Regions from separate parts of the Mus musculus genome. Here region 1 is linked to region 2. The links are chromatin contacts, called in public promoter capture Hi-C maps. All regions are on one chromosome and are shown on one strand. Each heading gives the region's core, a stretch centred on a gene start, on an enhancer-like site or on the middle of the called end of the contact. The rest is flanking DNA. Distances are from core to core; before and after follow the strand shown.

Region 1 (5,719 bases), core at 132-2,631, 220 kb after region 2:
TGTTTTCTTCCATACCACCAATTGAGCAGTAATTCTCTTACTTAAATGTCACATCTTATCAATTTTAGTTCCTTGATGGTTCTCTTAGAAATCTTCCTTACCCAGCTGCCACAGCCCCTGCATGGAACATAATGCTACCTTACTGGCCTCTTGGGAAAGCTTCTAAGATGACTGCTGGCTACCAATATATACTGTCAAAGATAAACATAATTTCAAAGCTTCTAAAAGCCAGAGATATTTGAGCTAGCAAAAGGTGTCAGATGAGATTAAATTGAGTCATGTTTAATCAAATATATACAAAATATGACTTCAACAAGCACTCACAGAAAAATATTTTACTTTTTTCACACAATGAACTCAAAATCTATTGTGCCTTTTACACTTACAGCACAGCCTACCTCAGATAGAAAATTTCCAGCATCCGATGAAACATGTCAACCTACTCAAAAACTATTCAAATGGAAATATATTTTTAACTTGTTCCAATTTTTAAATTAGAAAATTTTAAAATAAAATCTAAAATTATTTCTTAGCCACACTGGTTAGCTCATAACTCCCTTGCTGGACAATATGGCTCTTTAATACTCCTCTTCCAAACCAGTCTCAACATACTTACAAGTAAACATTACTTACATTACCTTACAACTTAAAAGATTTTTCACTACTTTCCATTAATCTCCTGGCAAAATTCAAACACTTAAGATCTCCTAGCATAGGAAATCTTCCTTTTCCAGCTTCAATAGCTGCACATTTCCTCTTTATACAATGTTTCTTCCAGAGCTGGGTCATGATGAGCTCTGTCCACCCTGCCCTTTTTTACTGTCGGTTCCACATAACTCTCCTCTTACCTGTCTCTATCAACAGGCCAGAGCCAGCTCATTCTTTAGCTCTTAGTTTAGAAACCACTCTCTTAGATAGATAACATACTAGTTATCTCTTTGGAAGGTCAGGAACTATGTTATTCTTGCTCAGTACCACATCCATGCTTTTATGAGAGTGGGGAAAAGCATTCTCTAGGTACTCATAACTGAATCAATCTTACAAATGATCTCAGCTTCTTTTAGTGTGCTGAACATGTGACCACAAGTACCAGGAAGAGAAGCATTGTCACTGAGAATTAATCTGTCTCTTGTTGACATGCCCAATGTCAATTCAACTTCTATGGATTTGTTTACTATGCTTTAACTCTGCTTTAGAGTTTGGAGGTTCAATTTTTCCTTCTTGTAATTTCTTCCTAAAAGTTCACTATATGTTTTACTATCACTTAACTAAAAATAAACTACACACAAGGGAAACTGCCAAATTACCACAGCATTGAAACTCAAAGTTGAAATGTTCAGTACAAAAATAGCATTATGCTCCTACTCCTACAGGCCACAGGAAGAGCATAATCCGTGCTCTTGATGATGATCAGAGAAACTTCCTCAGTAACTACTAAGGAAAGCTCTCTCCCTACTCTACATAAGAAGAGTCGTTTCATTCCAGATTCCTATGCCTTTACTCATTCTAATTCTGGGGAATAAATTTGGAAAAAAATATCTTGATATGAAAGTCTTTTCTTCCTTTTGAAAGGAATGAATTGTAGGAAAAAAATTGCCATTCCTCCAGTATGAAGGGCACAGTAAACTGCTAGAACCTGGAAACTTCTTTCTAGGTAAAGTCTTACTGGAACACAGACACACCTTTACTCTGCATACTGTCCATGGCTATTTTCTTGCACAGCAGTCAGAGAGACGAGTAGCTGCAATTTCATTTAAAAACCATATTATTTGCAAAGGTAATTACCAATCTTTGTACTCTATTCTATTACCCTGCTCGAATAGCCTGAAATGTGCTGGAGAGACTGCCTAATTCTGCAATTCAACAGGTGACTTGGCTCTCACACTAAAACCTCCAATTTAACTGTTATTGAAGTACAGCTGATGCCCTTACACATGGTTTCACGTTCCATGCAGTTTCAGTGGCCCATGGTCAGTAACAGTCTGGCATATCAAAAAGAAATAAAGAGTTGATAAATTTTGTTCTGTTCTGATTAGCATGATGAAATCTTCCACCATCTGCTTCAGAAACCCAGGATATGAACCGTCCTTTTCTTTCCCCATTGTATTCACACTATAGACCCATCAGATACTTGGTAGCTGTCTCAGTTGGTAGTTACATTGCTGTGGTATCAGAGTACCTGTATTCAAGTAATCCTTCAATAGCCTAATGCTTGTAATTTCTCTAATAGTCATTTTACTTTAAATTTATCTCATCAGACGCATCCCATTATCACAGGAACATTGATAGACACTTTAAGTGGGTATTTTATGGGAAAGACACCATGTTTACATACCACTGTACATTATTAGAAATGGTCTAGTTTTCGTTACCGTCACTACTCTTTTACTATTCTAAATTTCATAGTTAAACTTGATGGTAGGTAAGTATGGAAGCAAATATAAACCATATAGGGTTCTAGACTATATGCTTTTTCAGGCATGCAGAGCAAAGAGAGGGCAAATGCCTTCTGAGCTCCATCTTTACTCTTCATATTGTACTTAATAGTCTTTTAGAAGGCCAGCAATCTTTCGGGAACCCCAATACTTCTATGAATGCCCTCTGTGCATGTTTAATGTTAAGTTCTAAGATACAAAATTCAAGAGAAACCGTCTCAGTCAAATGCCTGTTCCAGCTCTAAAAATGTGTTCTTAAAGCAAATCTTATCTCTTCATCAGAGAAATTTCTATCAATAATGTTAACTTTATCACATATCTAACTACATGTTTCTAATAGTCCTAAAGAGAACGAGCACGATAAACTCCAGCTTAGTTCTTCAGAGACTTAGTATTTCATGTTGGTCTACTGTATAACATAAACTTGCATACTTGTAGAAGTGTTGTTAGTCTTTGAAACCAATATTTGTTTCTTTTATGTTTCTGTATCTTTCCCTCAAAACAAATGAACCAATATTATGCAAATGTACCGGATCAACCATTTACACAAGCATGAATTTAATATTTACTAAAATACATTCTTTTTTCTTACATTAAAATTCTCTGATTTTTTTAAATAGTGATAATTCTATGACATATACTTCAATTATTTTTCCCTAAAAATAAGACTCAAACTGGGCATGGTGGCACATACCTGTACTGAGCATTATGAGGAAACAAGATCTTGAGTTTCAGGCCAGCCTGGGCTGCCTAGTCAGCCCTTAACTCAAAACAGAAACAAACAAGCAAAAAACCAACAACAAGAAAAACTTACAAGTAAATAACCACTTGTTAATAATGACAGGGAAGTTAATAACCCAACCAACCAATTCGTACAATAGACAGAAAATGAAGGTGCTGCATATTACTTTCATCAATAATTTTTGGGGCTTTGCAAATCACCCACAGCCAGTATCCCCCGTACTCATCATATATTCATGTTTATTTCAACTTCTTAACCAATTTTGCCCTATTCAGTCACCGTTTTAAATGCTAACAATCTCACATTTCAATGTTTTCTACTACAGTTGGTTAAATGCCTTAGTATAAGGGAAGTAGCAGCTATGATGCAACATAAGCTACTTCTTACTTTATTACTAACTCAGTTTATTTTAGGTTCTGTCATTTCTTTCTAGAACAAAATTAAGACAAGAAAAAACACAAATTAAATTTTTAAACACTAATATTTTAGAAAAAGTACTAAAAAGAGAAATTGTAAAATAAAAGGAACTTCCCTTTCTTAAGTATCTTTCATGTCAATTGGGCTGAACTCTCGGTCTCAATGTTCAAAAAATATTTACCAACACAATTTGGTAAATTATTGTTACTTAATAATCCTCTGAAGTCTACGTCACATGCCTCACTGAAACTGATAATCTTCTAAACCAAGAATAATTAAAAGGCAAATTCACAGTTAAAACTACATTAGTTATGAAAACTATGAGATTTCATAAAGACTAAATATAATCTTTAATAATCAGATACATATTGGATATTTCTCTTTAGCTAATATAGCAATCAAACTGCTGACCTTTTTCTTATTTTCACAGATCTACTCCTCCTCCTAAGGATATTCTTCAAACCCTACCCCTTAAGGACTCTAATCACAAGAAATCATGGGCACAACATAATTTTAAGGGCTCTAGGGTATCCTTTCAAAAATATATCATAGATCCTTTAAAGAAATGAAACTATAGTAGGTCACTTAGTCATGACTGCTGGAATACTAACAAGTTCACTGTGCAAGATGTCAGGGAGAAGGTACACCAGCTTTAAATGCTGCCAAGTGCCACACGATATGTGTATTCACACAGCCCTTGATCAGAAGCTAGTGCTACCATTCATGCTCCATTACATAAGAAGCTAGAAAAGATAAGAGCAAATGGGAATGTGAGCTTTTACACCAGAAACATAGGTCAACAATGCTGCCCAAGGAAATCTGAAACTGTTAAGACATACGTTTGAAATTGACCAGAACCAATAAATTAGTTAGGCACATCATCTTTTAAAACATGATCTACAATGTCTATTTTTTTCTAGTAGGAAAAGAGTTGTCATTTGTTTAAAATACATTGTTAGCTTTTCTTCAAATCACATATGAATACCTAATCTTAGTAGCACATAAGGTCATTGACATTAATACTGTTTGAAATATAAAGAATAGCTGCATTCAGAATGGCTAAGATTAAACCCTCAGGTGACAACACATGTTGGTGAGGATGTGGAAAAAAGAGGAATTCTCCTCCATTGCTGGTGAGATTGCAAACTTGCACAACCACTCTGGAAATCAATCTGGAAGTTCCTCGAAAAATGGAAATAGATCTACCTGAAGATCCAGCTATACCACTCTTAGGAATATACCCAACAGATGTCCCACCATGCCACATGGGCACATGTTCCACTATGTTCACAGCGACCTTGTTTGTGATAGCCAGAAGCTGGAAACAACCCAGATGTCCCATGACAGAAGAATGGATACAGAAAAGGTGGTTCATTTACACAGCGGAATAGTACTCAGCTATGAAGAACGTGAACATCCTGAGCTTTGCAGGCTAATAGATGGAACTAGAAAATATCATCCTGACTGAGGTAACTCAGACCCAAAAGGACACGCATCATATGTACTCACTAATAAGTAGATATTAGAAAAAAAGGAAGAAAGAAAGAAAGAAAGAAAGAAAGAAAGAAAGAAAGAAAGAAAGAAGAGAGAAAAAAGAAGTACAGAACACCTAATATATAGTCCACAGAACTCACAAAGGTCAAATAGCTGAAGGGCCCAAGTCAGGACACCTCAGTCCCAAATGGGAGGGGGAAGAAAACAATCACAAGGAGGAGGGAGGGAGAGAAAAGGACTGAAGCCCTGAGGGCCAGCAGAAAGAATGGAAACAGGCAACTTCAGGAGGTAGGAGGTTGGGAGGACCCTCCAGAATGCAAGAGACCTGGGAGATGAGAGACTCTCAGGACTCAAAGGGAGGGACCTTAGATGAAATGTCAAACAGTAGGGAGAGGGAACTTATAGAGTCCACCTCCAGCAGGAAGACAGTACATCAAGTGAGGGAGGGGGTTGCTATCCCACAGTCAAAACTCTGACCCATAATTGTTCCTGTCTGAAAGAACTGCAGGGATGGAAATGCAGAGGAGCCTGAGGAAAAGAAGGTCCAGAGACAGGCCCAAAGTGGGATCCAGCTCAAGGGGAGGTCCAAGGCCTGACACTATTACTGAGGCTATGAAGCGTTCACAAAGAG
Region 2 (5,540 bases), core at 2,795-5,294:
AAAAGACAATGGATTGAACTTACTCAAGAACACTGGTGAGACATCCCTCTTTAAAGTGTACATTGACAGTATTCTAGCATAACCGGATTTCAGATCTCTCCTCCTAGCTCTTAGGCTCTAATATACCATATATAAAATAATATGTGCAGAAGAGCTGAATCTGGTTAGGACCTAGCTGAGGCTGCACTGTGCAGACCAGTGGGCTCTTTTAAGCGGTGCTTCTTTAAGCAAGTAGGTGAGCATGTCTGAGCTTCCTTGTCTACCCACTACCTGGGATTGATAATGCTTTTATCACAAGATGGAGTAAGCCACTGGCTCATAGAAGTCACCTACAAGGTGCCATCAGAGGTGACCACTCTCCTTTCCAGAGACAGACATTCGGTTCACAGAGAGTAATGGATTTGCCCAAAGTTACTAATGGGATATATGGTAAGGTTCAAACTCAAATCTTGAGTGGTTGACTCTAAATTCCTTTTCCCTATTGTGTAGTTTTTTTTCTTGGCACTTTATTTTATTGTAATAAATATTGTCCTCTTTTATGTATATGCCATTTCTAAACTCTGATCATAGAGTTGCCCGCAAATAAAGTCTATGTATTTTGTAGCATCAGTGAGTAGATTTCTGTAGACTTGGACTTGCATACTGAGCAGCTGTCAGCTTTCTCATGGAGATGCTGTCAAGGCTTTTAAGTTCCCATCTCTACTCCATCCCTCAAAGACCTGTGCCTTCTCTGTCTCCATTTATATACTTAGGAGAAAGTGGAAATGTATATTGATCACACTTTCTTAAGCTTAAGATAAAGACATTGGAGGAGACAGTAGTGCTGTGTGTCAGGTCTTGATGATTCCCTTTGTTAAGCAGAGGGGGATCAACCAGAATGTGGGCTGCCATCTCCTGCCAGCATGTTAAAGTACAGGTAATGATAACAAAATGCAAGGAAGTCCATTAACTTGCACAGTATCTCCTTGAACCCACACTATTCTATGTTAGGGAAGAGCAAATTCTTGGTTTTTGTAAGGGTCCAAGGAGTAAATACTTTAGTCTGAAAGCATACCCTTTACCCTGGTGTACTGCATTTAATTCATAAAATGCATATATGATCACTATTTCATGTGCCTTGAGGCACACCTGCAAAGAGGCTGCTATTGTTTCTTCATCTCCAGCTGTAAAATTAAGGTCTTTAGAAAGAAAAATGCCAACTAGAGGGCAGAGAGCAAACGAATGATTAATCTCATCAACAAATATTTATTGATTGGTACTCTGTGTCCATGTGCTACCAGGTCTCCATCACAAGCCAGGACTAAAACAGCAAAGCAGATATGGCACTCTCTTGGTGGAACTTACATGTTTTTAGGAAGCTGAACTTGGGAGATAGGTCTAGACTGCAGATAGAAATTTCCCTTGACTTTGGGGGGAATGTTTGTAACCTTGGCGATACATGGGTCATCAGGAGAGAGCAATAAGAAAAAAGGCCTACTGACCCTCAGGAGCAACCACACTTTTAAAGATAAAGTTAAAAGTGGACAAAAGAGATACTATTGCCACAAAGCAGCCTAGGCAGTACATGGAAAGGGCTGTTACTCATCACAGTGGTAAAACTACCTTGGGAAAGAGGAAACATTCAAACAGATGCCAGCCACACAGCAAGAAAGAAAACATCTGTTGGCCTTGGTGACGCACATATTACCAGTCAAGTCAGCCAGAGCAATTGTTGGCTGAGAATAGGTGCAGGCAGTAGTTGAAAAGTAAGAGTGATTTGAGAATCTGAAGTAGCTATTTACCACTTTTTCATGAGATGAGACACAAGGATATATATGCAGAGCAGCTAGTATATATATGCAGGGCAGCTAGCTCCCAGAGAGGTGTGTACAGGAGACATATACAGTTCAGAGCAAAGAGGTCTTTGTCTTAAGTTGGAGTAGATGTAAATTCATTGAATGTTATTGTTATAAATATCAATAAAGTCTCAGTGAACAAGAAAGAAAAACTTTCTTCTTGAGTGACTATAGTCTTGAAAGTCAATGTTAAAATTAATGCTTTTGTTTTTGTTTTTGTTTTTGTTTTGTGTTTTTCTGTTTTAAACCAAATACCTAGTCTTGTGTTCCTATCTAGAAAATAAACAGGATACACAGCCCTGAGTATGGTGAAGGACTGGGGCCTGGTCAATAGAGTCCTGCTGAGTGCTGTGTTCTCTCATGTAGCCATACTCTCTCTCCAGCTCCGAGCCCCCTGGCTCTGCTGACAGTAGGACAGTCAGTGACCCTTTCCCTTCAGATAGTAAGTGAGCAGTTTAAGCAATGTATAATGCCATTAAAGCTTCTAGCTGAAACAGAGGCGCTAATAAAGAATTTATATTTGGTAATTGTGTAAACCAGGAGATTATCTGTATGAAATACTCACATTCTGTTTTGCTAATGGAAACTTTATTCAAAAATATAACATTAGATTTTATATAAGCCAACATTTTGATTTTGTAGAAGTAAAACTATTCATAATTTTCCAAGAAATACTTAGAATCTAAACCTGAAATTATAATCTACACTGCATCATTTTCAGACAAAAGATGAATACTATAAGCATGTCATATTATAAATTCAGAAAACAAGAATTCTAGAAAAATATATACAGCTATTTTAATTTGTTTGATTCTATGATATGGATTTAGTTTCATCTTGACATTTTGAGTATATGTTGATGCTAAAATGTATTTATGTTATTGGCCAAACATGACACTTTTCTTATTTAATTAATATATTAAGTGATTCATATATATAGTAACATTATTTATGAAATAGTAAATTTTAATATAAATATCCAGATTTATATATTTTTAAATGAAATGTTTTTACTTGGAAGTTCCCTGCTTATGTTTTCATCCCATCATAAGGGTTTAGCAATTTCTACGAAAATTCTCAAAGCTGTGTTTCTATGAAAAGGGTTTGAAAGAAGTCTGAGGATGCTGAGTTAGAAAAAGAGGCAAGGTTGTAAAGTTTCTGAGAATGGACAGCTGTCTAACCACAAGGCATTAAGCAGGGATTAATTCTGGACTTAAGGAACCCCTTCCCCAACCCTGCAACAGCAGGAGGCCCTGATGGCTTTACTGCTGTGGTGAAAGTGAGGTGGGCCAAGGCCAGATCTGTGTACTTTTCGGGTATTGGGGCTCTCATCTGTTCTGCACCATCTTCACCAAGGGATTCACAAGGTGACTCCCTCGTGACTCTACTGTGCTCACTACCATGGGTAGAGAGCCTAGGTAATCACTGTAGAAGAAGAAAGAAGGCTTTTTGATTCAGGGTGTTAAAGGTTTCTATCCAAAGTTCATTGATCCTTTTGCTTTGGGCCTGATGCTGCCCTGGTGAAAGCTGACAGAGAAAAGATGCTTACCCCTAAGTGGCTCTTCAGTAAGCTTTTCATCATTGGGACAAGATGCCTGAGAAGACAGCTTATTTATTTTGGATCCTAGTTTCTGAGGCTTCAGTCTGTCCCTGGCTAGGTTCATTGCTTTGGGATGAGGCAAAGCTGGATACCATGAGAGAAACTGTCATCTCAGGGGTTAAGCAGGGAAGGCCAGAGCCTGAGTCAAAATATAGTCTTCAAGGACATGGCCCTCAGTAACCTACTCTCTGTACAGAAGCCCCCCCCCCCCATGTAATCTGGTCAGTTATGCACTAATCCTTTGGTGAGGTGTGTGCTCGCCTTTAGCCAGTTACTTTGCAGTAGACCACCAGCTAGTCGTTAAGCTTTCAACACATGAGCATCTGAGAACCCTTCATATTTAAATTATAGCCATGAAGAAGTCGAGATGGAAGCAAATAGGAGGCTGAGGATCCACTGTCCTCCTGATGGGCTTGCCTCCTGTGACCTGAAGGGTCTCCCAGGAGGCTTTGCTTCATGGAGTGCCAATCTGGGGAGTGAGGTTTTTAACACATATTCGAGCAAAATAGCTAGTTGAAACATTGTGAGTCCACAGTACTGAATAGCCGTGGCACAGCTCACTGTCTCCCAGAAGGTCCCTCTGGGCTCCTCAAAGGTTTCTACAAACCACAGGAAGAAAGTGAAATGAGGCTCTAGGGGCTTGGCTGCCATTGGCCACCTGGGAAAGACATCCTGTCTCTGACTTATATAAACCAAAGTCTTAATGTTTGATTTGGGGTACAAGGTTTAAAAATATGTCCCTATCCCCGGGAAACTTTCCTGAAGTAGGCCTTCTTAGTTTAGAGGGATCACCACAGCTACACCTCACTGGGTAGTGGTGAGCACAAGACAGAACTGAAACTCTAGGCTTGTCTTATCAGTTCTTCTTTACTGTCTAAAAGCCTATTAGGTGAACATTTTAAAGGGTCTGAAAACTGGTTTTTATATGACAAAACAACTTACTTAGGATGGTAATTTGATATTCTACTGGTAATCCCCTTGCCCCACAGATCTCCTGCATTAAAGTACTATCATCAGAGCTATCTGATCATCTGACTTGCAGTCTTCCCTGAAAAGAACATTTAGGCACAATTCATTATCAAGGTTGTGTTGAGATCATTTTGAAAATATATGTTCGTACATTTCTGTTCTTTTTTAACTATAGAGTTAGCTTTGTCCTATTTTGTTAGCCCATTGTGGCACAGAAGCACACTCTTGCAATAGCAATACAGTGCCTTCTCAGAGACTACATTTTGGTGGCTGAGGAGATGGCTAAGTGGACAGAAAGCACTTGCAACTCAGGGGTGAAAAACTGAATTTGAATCCTTGGAACCCATGAAAAGCCAGTGTGAACATCACAGGAGTCCTGCTTTGGGGAGATGGGAGGCAAAGACAGAAGCCTGGAAATCCATGGGCTGGCTAGTCTAGAGCAGTGGCAGACACAGACTCTCTGTTTCAAACAAGGGACAAGGTGAAGTCTAACCTCAGGGTGGTCCTTTGACCTCACATACACTCCATGTTTGCATGTCCATAGTCACACACATAAATGTAGTGCGCACACGCGCGCGCGCACGCACACAGTGTATGAATTTAATTCAGAAGCAGATCGTCTATCTAATCTTCTGCGAAAGCAGATGGATGTGTAATCTTTGCCTTCTATCCTGTCACCACCAGTTTTGCACAGAGAGGCCTCCTTTGGATATGCTGTTTGCGAGTCTGTTTTTATAACTGACAGCATACTATTAAATGTGAATTTACAAAATGTCTGGGTTATTTTAGATTTACATACCTTTATGTTATAACATACAATTATGTTTTTAATGAAGAAATTGGTAAGTGATTAATATGCTAGATATTTGGTTTTTACTAGTTTGTTTGTTTTGGGGGTTTGTTTGGTTGGTTGGTTTTTATAGATTTTCGTTATCATTGATTTTCATCAGCTGACAGGACTGTGTGAATTAGATCTTTGCCTCACGTATGGCCTCCAGGGATAACAAGCTGGGAATGTTGTGTAGTAGAAAGGAGGGAGTTGGGATAATGAGAATTGCTTAGAAAACATTACCATTTTCTTAAAACTGCCAGAACTATAAATCAGTTGTGGTTCCCAAACAATCTCTCTAAAACAC

What was found. Promoter capture Hi-C pulls out the DNA fragments that hold promoters and counts their contacts.
Region 1: a promoter capture Hi-C map of pre-B cells shows a contact between it and region 2, with 1.9 times the contacts expected there. The contact joins two enhancer-like sites. A contact is called at or near these places in 5 of 39 promoter capture datasets (the 3T3-L1 cell line, the HPC-7 cell line, liver and 1 more), 1 of 15 datasets of contacts at CTCF or cohesin (pro-B cells) and 2 of 484 Hi-C or Micro-C datasets (cerebellum and myocytes).

Annotation. Positions count from the first base shown.
Region 1 is chr1:177,176,315-177,182,033 of GRCm38.p6, forward strand. The region is part of intron 1 of Akt3 (thymoma viral proto-oncogene 3); the gene reads right to left. Among named protein-coding and RNA genes, the nearest start is that of Akt3, 70 kb to the right of the region's middle. Within about 2 kb of position 1,382, at least 7 of the 459 cell types and tissues checked have an H3K27ac peak or open chromatin away from gene starts, as enhancers often do. A contact at or near this core is called in pre-B cells, where this site is marked.
Region 2 is chr1:176,956,882-176,962,421 of GRCm38.p6, forward strand. The region is part of intron 16 of Sdccag8 (serologically defined colon cancer antigen 8); the gene reads left to right. Among named protein-coding and RNA genes, the nearest start is that of Gm15423, 19 kb to the left of the region's middle. Within about 2 kb of position 4,045, at least 13 of the 459 cell types and tissues checked have an H3K27ac peak or open chromatin away from gene starts, as enhancers often do. A contact at or near this core is called in pre-B cells, where this site is marked.